Regions from separate parts of the Mustela erminea genome. Here region 1 is linked to region 2. Evidence: chromatin contacts called from public Hi-C data. All regions are on one chromosome and are shown on one strand. The core of a region is the stretch at or near the end of the contact, and the rest is flanking DNA. Distances in the headings are between cores, read along the strand shown.

Evidence for each region. Hi-C and Micro-C count contacts between places; a contact is called where the count stands out from the background.
Region 1: a Hi-C map of skeletal muscle shows a contact between it and region 2, with 5 times the contacts expected there. The contact joins the promoter of RHOF here to the enhancer-like site in region 2. A contact is called at or near these places in 2 of 3 Hi-C or Micro-C datasets (skeletal muscle and spleen).

What each region holds. Positions count from the first base shown.
Region 1 is chr13:85,419,440-85,422,139 of mMusErm1.Pri, reverse strand. RHOF (rho-related GTP-binding protein RhoF) reads left to right here and starts at 1,390. Exons shown (of 5, transcript XM_032310562.1): 1 at 1,390-1,812; 2 at 2,098-2,185. The coding sequence starts at 1,681.
Region 2 is chr13:85,345,704-85,348,403 of mMusErm1.Pri, reverse strand. No RefSeq gene overlaps it. Among named protein-coding and RNA genes, the nearest start is that of MORN3, 9.8 kb to the right of the region's middle. Within about 2 kb of position 1,438, the one cell type or tissue checked has open chromatin away from gene starts, as enhancers often do.

The DNA of each region.
Region 1 (2,700 bases), core at 141-2,640, 74 kb before region 2:
AACACAGTTGCCTCTCAATAAACTTGTTTTGCAAAAAAGGAATGAATGAGTTGCTGTAAATTTGTATGGGGGGGTGCTTGACCCAGCAGGTGGCCCTCTGACCCAATGAGGAGGTGGTGGGGCGGGCCTAGGACTCACTTGACCTGGAGCTTGGCCTTCCCTCCTTTTCCCAGCTCTGGGCTCTTTTTTTTTTTTTTTTTTTTTGGTAAGCTTCCTCGAGCGGTCGCTGCTGCCCTCTGGTGGTCAGACCCTGCCTTGCTTCCGCGGAAAACCTACCCGGCCTTTTTTAAATTGCCAACCTGGCAGTTTCCTCCGTGAACTAAAGTTTACCTGATCTTTGCTGAGAACTTGAAAATTGAAAATCTTCTTGAGGGGTTGTGGGGAGGGGGTCGTGGCTAGAAGATCCTGAGTCCTTCCTCTCTGAGGAAACTACCAAGAGTAGACAGGGTAGGACCTGTATCTCACTTATCCCTGCCTCAATCAATGCCCACCAGCCACACACTGGCTCCAGAGGTCCCCAGCCTCTCCTGACTGCCGGCCTGGCTTGTGCAACGGACGGTTGGCCCAGGGGTCGCGGGGAGGGAAAGAATGGGGGACAGGAGTGATCTCAGCCAGCCAGCAGCCCCAGTAGTACCTGCACATTGCGCTCGATAAATAGCTGTTTCGATCAGGGAAGTGGGAGGGTTGGTGACAGTCCTTGGCATGAAGATACAAAGCTGCTGTCTGGAGGGCGCTTAATCAAATTTCAGGCTGGGGTGGGTGTTACGAGGGAGCCCAGCTTACCTCAACTAGATCTGCCCTGGCTTTACCCATTCCTTCCTCGACGGTGTTTTCCTCGGTTCATGCCTCTGCCCCTGCTAGAAAGAGACTTCCGCCCGCGTGGTTTGGGGCCAACCCCCAAAGGGTATATTGTTCCGGAGTCGTTCACCTGCTCTCCAAGCTGCCCGCCCCAAGGCGATTGCCCGCCAGAGGGCGCCAGACGTCCACCTTGCGCTCTTGGGGAGGTGGTGGGGGTAGGTGAATGGAACCGCTATTCCCCAACCCCATCACTGGCGCCCGTAGGGCTGGTCTAGGTGAGCAGACACGCCCCCATGCCAGCATCCTCCCTGGCACTAACAACCTACCTCGTGGGGGACCAGGTCAGAAGCCGACTTGCCCCAGGCCACACAGCTGAGGCGGGGCAACGACAAGGGGCTTTTCCCTGAGCCTGAGACCGAGGCTCCCGGACTCCTGGTGCTGGGGCAACGATCCGCCAATCAAAGGGTCTCTGTCCGGTGGGGGGGGACGAATCGGCCAATCAGAGGGTCCCTGCCAGAAGGCGGAGCCTGCCAATCAGAGGTGCCCGGCAAGGAACGGCGGAAACGATCGAATCTTGTCGGTGGGGGGCGCGCCTTGACATGAAGGGAAGGGAGTGGGAGCCGCGCTTCAGGCTGAGTGCCCCCGTTTCTCAGTTGCCTCAGTTTCCCTGGGAATGAAAAGTGAACGCCCCGGTCCGGGACCGAACAGAAAGGAAAACTGAGGCTGGGAGGTGGGCCCGGGTGGCTGCCTGGCGGAGGCGATGCCCGCACATAGTGGGCGGGGTTTGTCTCGCCCCGCCCCCTGGATCCCGCCCCCGCTCCCGATCGTTCAGCCCCAGAAGTCAGCCCGGCGCGCGGTTGCGGGTGCCGGCTGCTCACAGCTATGGATGCCCCCGGGGCCCCGGGCCCGAATGCGGGCCCGGGCAGGAAGGAGCTGAAGATCGTGATCGTGGGTGACGGTGGCTGCGGCAAGACATCATTGCTTATGGTGTACAGCCAGGGCTCCTTCCCTGAGGTGAGGCCCGCCGGGGGGTTGGTGGGGGTGAGACTGCGGGGCAAACGGGCTTGGGACCACGGGGGGCGACGGACGGCCTTCAGCCTGCGCCTTGAGCCTGGACCCCGGCTCCCCGGCGTCCTGTGCGTAGAGAGGCAGCCGCCACCCCGGGGCGCCCCCTCGGGAATTCCAGAGCCCAGCAGGGTGAGGGGAGCTGAGCTGGATGGGGTGAAGGGGGGCGGCGCAGCTGAGCCCTGCCCCCCCCCGTCGCACCCCTTAAGAACCGGCCGACCCCTTCTCCGACAGCACTACGCCCCATCCGTGTTCGAGAAGTACACGGCCAGCGTGACTGTGGGCAGCAAGGAGGTGACCCTGAACCTATACGATACCGCCGGTGAGTGCGCCTGCGCACCGAGGGTCCCGGGTGCCCGAAGGGTTTCCCCCGCCGGGGCGTCCCCCTCCGGGCATCCCCGCCCACCAGCCGCTGTGGGGCCCTGACATCCCAGCACTCCTGAGGGCCGCGAGGGGCTCTGGCAGGGTGGCCCTGGAGGCTCAGAGGGCCTCAGTCACCCCATATTTGAAAGGAGGGGACTTGAATGAGAAGAGCTCCTGGGCCACCCTGCTAGCACTAATGTGCTGAGAACCCACGGCTTCATTCCTCTCCTGTGGTTCTAGAAAACCGTGGGCATCGCTTCTGCTTCCCATGGTTCCAGGCTTTCGTGTGTTGCGTGCTGTGGTCTCTTAAGATTCTGTGGGCTGCGGATTTGAGTCCCCTGGTGCTAGGATCCTGTGGGCTGAATTTCTGGGTCCTGTGGTTCTAGAATACTCTGGGCTACAGATCAGAGCCTGTGACTCCAGGATTTTGTGGTTGACACTCCTGAGGCTCCAGGGTCCTGTGGACATAAATTC
Region 2 (2,700 bases), core at 189-2,688:
CTTGATTTTGGCTCAGGTCATGATCTCGGGGTCCTGGGGTGGAGCCCGGCCTCGGATGCTCGCTCAGTGGTGAGTCTGCCTTAGGATTCCACGCCCCCCCCCTGCTGCACCACCTCCCTCGCCTGGCTGCAGGGGCTCCATGCCCGCAGTCTCTCTCAAATAAATAAATACACAAATATTTAAAATAAATAAACACAAAAGGGAAAATTCTTTCTCCCTAGCCCGACATAACATCTAGTAACGTCCTCAGAATACCCAAGAATCAGTTTTCCTTTCAGTTGTTTGGATCCTTAATGAGGACTTATAACTTGGCATGGAAGTTTCTCAGCTCACCAGCTGGACACTTTCTTACAGAGCTTTCCAGCTTCTCCCTGTTTAACCAGGTCACTGCGGTCAAAAAGCGACCTTCTGCTTCATCCCCTGTATCAAAGCAAGTTCAAGAAAACACACAGGTTCCTAACCACCGGATTTGGTTCCAAACATTCTCAGCTTGGCACCTAACCTCCTCTCTCCCGGACTACCCTCCCCCTTGCCCCCCATCCTCCGCTATGTTCATAGGACACCATCTCCCATGCTCTTTGAGGTCACCCTCCCGTTTCAGTCAAGGCAGTCTCCAAAGCTACTTTACACTATCATTCCCAGTCCAGGACCTTGCCCAGGCTAGTCCCACTCCCGGGCCCCACGGTGTGAACTTTTCAGGGGCAGGGGCTGAGTTACATTCATCTTTGAATTTCCAGTATCCAGTAAGGTGCGTTCGTATAAAACACAAGATGCTTTCCACAAATGTTTATGGAATAAAGCCGATGAAGTGACACAAGGGACTTCCAAAGCATTTACCATTTTAACGACACAAAATCACTTACCTCGAAGCGGACTTGTTTCTTCTCCGACTCTTACCGCACTTGTCTTCCAGACAGTTTCCTGACTCCCGGAACGAACGTTTCTGTGGACAAGAACACGTTCCTCTCTAATTTTTTTTCATAATACTTGTTTTCAAACTGGGCACATGGGAGGCATTCAAATCTCCCCGAGTCCTGAAGCCTTCTAGAAATATAAGAATTCATGAGGAAAAAAGGAAACTCGGGGAAAATCCTCCCTTTCCCTAAACCCTTCATTTAACACACATGTAAACAGAATAATCTTGTAAAACCTTGTTTAAATCGGCAAGGAATTTCTCTGCGATCACATTCTGGTCTTTACATTTCTACGTTGACTAGTTCTGCAGCAGGACAGCTGGGACAGCGCCCCCAACATGCTTTCCCTTCAGCAACATTGGCATTTGCCGCGTTTTCTCCCTCCGCCCTTTAGGCTTTGGAATACGACCCGCCCACTTCCGGCAGGGGCGTCCACGGCGCAGGCGCAGCTCCAAGACCCACTCAACAACCCCTCCTTCTAGGGCTTGAAGTATGCGCATGTGCAAAAAGGGGCGGGCTACTTAATAGCGCGGGAGATTGTAGGCCCGCAGAACTCACGCGACTGTCTCCGCCTGCCTAAATAGGTGGGCGGAGCCAACTGCCTGCCCCAGGTTCAGGCGGCGCACGCGCATTTGAGTATAGGAACGTGGCGAGGGAACGAGGGCGAGCTTTTGCGCATGCTCATTCAAATGAGGCCTGAAGCTTTTCACGTCAGCGCAGTCTGCGGCTTCCTTTCCTAACCAGACTGTCGTTTAAAGGGCCAGAGCTTTTTTTTTTTTTTTCTTTTTTAAGATTTTTGTTTATTTGTTTGACAGACAGAGATCGCAAGTAGGCAGAGAGGCAGGCAGAGAGGCAGGCAGAGAGAGGGGGGAAGCCGGCTCCCTGCCGAGCAGAGAGCCCGATGCCTGGCTTGATCCCAGGACTCTGGGATCGTGACCTGAGCCGAAGACAGAGGCTTTAACCCACTGAGCCACCCAGGCGTAAAGGGCCAGAGCTTTTCCCCACCCAATTGCTTTTTTAAAAAATTAAGCATTTATGGAGATCCTGGTATGTGCCGGGCCTAATTTACATTATCTACTGCGTGCATATTCCAGTTTTTCCTTTTGGAAGAATTCTGCTAGTATTTATATTTTTCATAAATTTCTTCTCTTGCCCCAAGTGTACTATTCCCTTGGAGGTAATTCTCTGAAATGAGAGTCAGTGCTATGTTCTGGCCAGGTTTTCCTAGGTTAACGGGTCTGAGATTGAATCCTGACTCAGCCACTTTCTTGATCTTTTCCTCTGGGTAGCTTATCTAACTTCTGTGAACCTGAGTTTGCTGACTTTTTAAAATGAGAATAAGGATTCCTACCTATCTCATAGGATTGTTGTGAAAAGTACTTTAGGGCGCCTGGGCGGCTCAGTCAGTTAAGCGACTGCCTTCAGCTAAGATCTTGATCCTGGACTCCCAAGAACCAAGAACGCGTCCTGGATCAGGCTCCCTGCTCAATGGGGAGTCGGCTTCTCCCTCTGGCCCTACCCCTTCTCTTGCACTCTCTCTCCTCAAATAAATAAATAAAATCTTTTTTTAAAAAAGAAGAAAAGTACTTTAAAAAAATGGGGACTCCTGGGTAGTTTAGCCGGTTAAGCATCTGTCTTTTGCTCAGGTCATGATCTCAGGGTCCTTGCCCAGCGAGGAGCCTGCTTCTCCCTCTCCCGCTGCCTCTTGCCCAGCTTGTGTTCTCTCTCTCTGTCAAATACATAAACAAAATTTTAAAAAATAATAAAAATTTAAAAATAAGAAAAC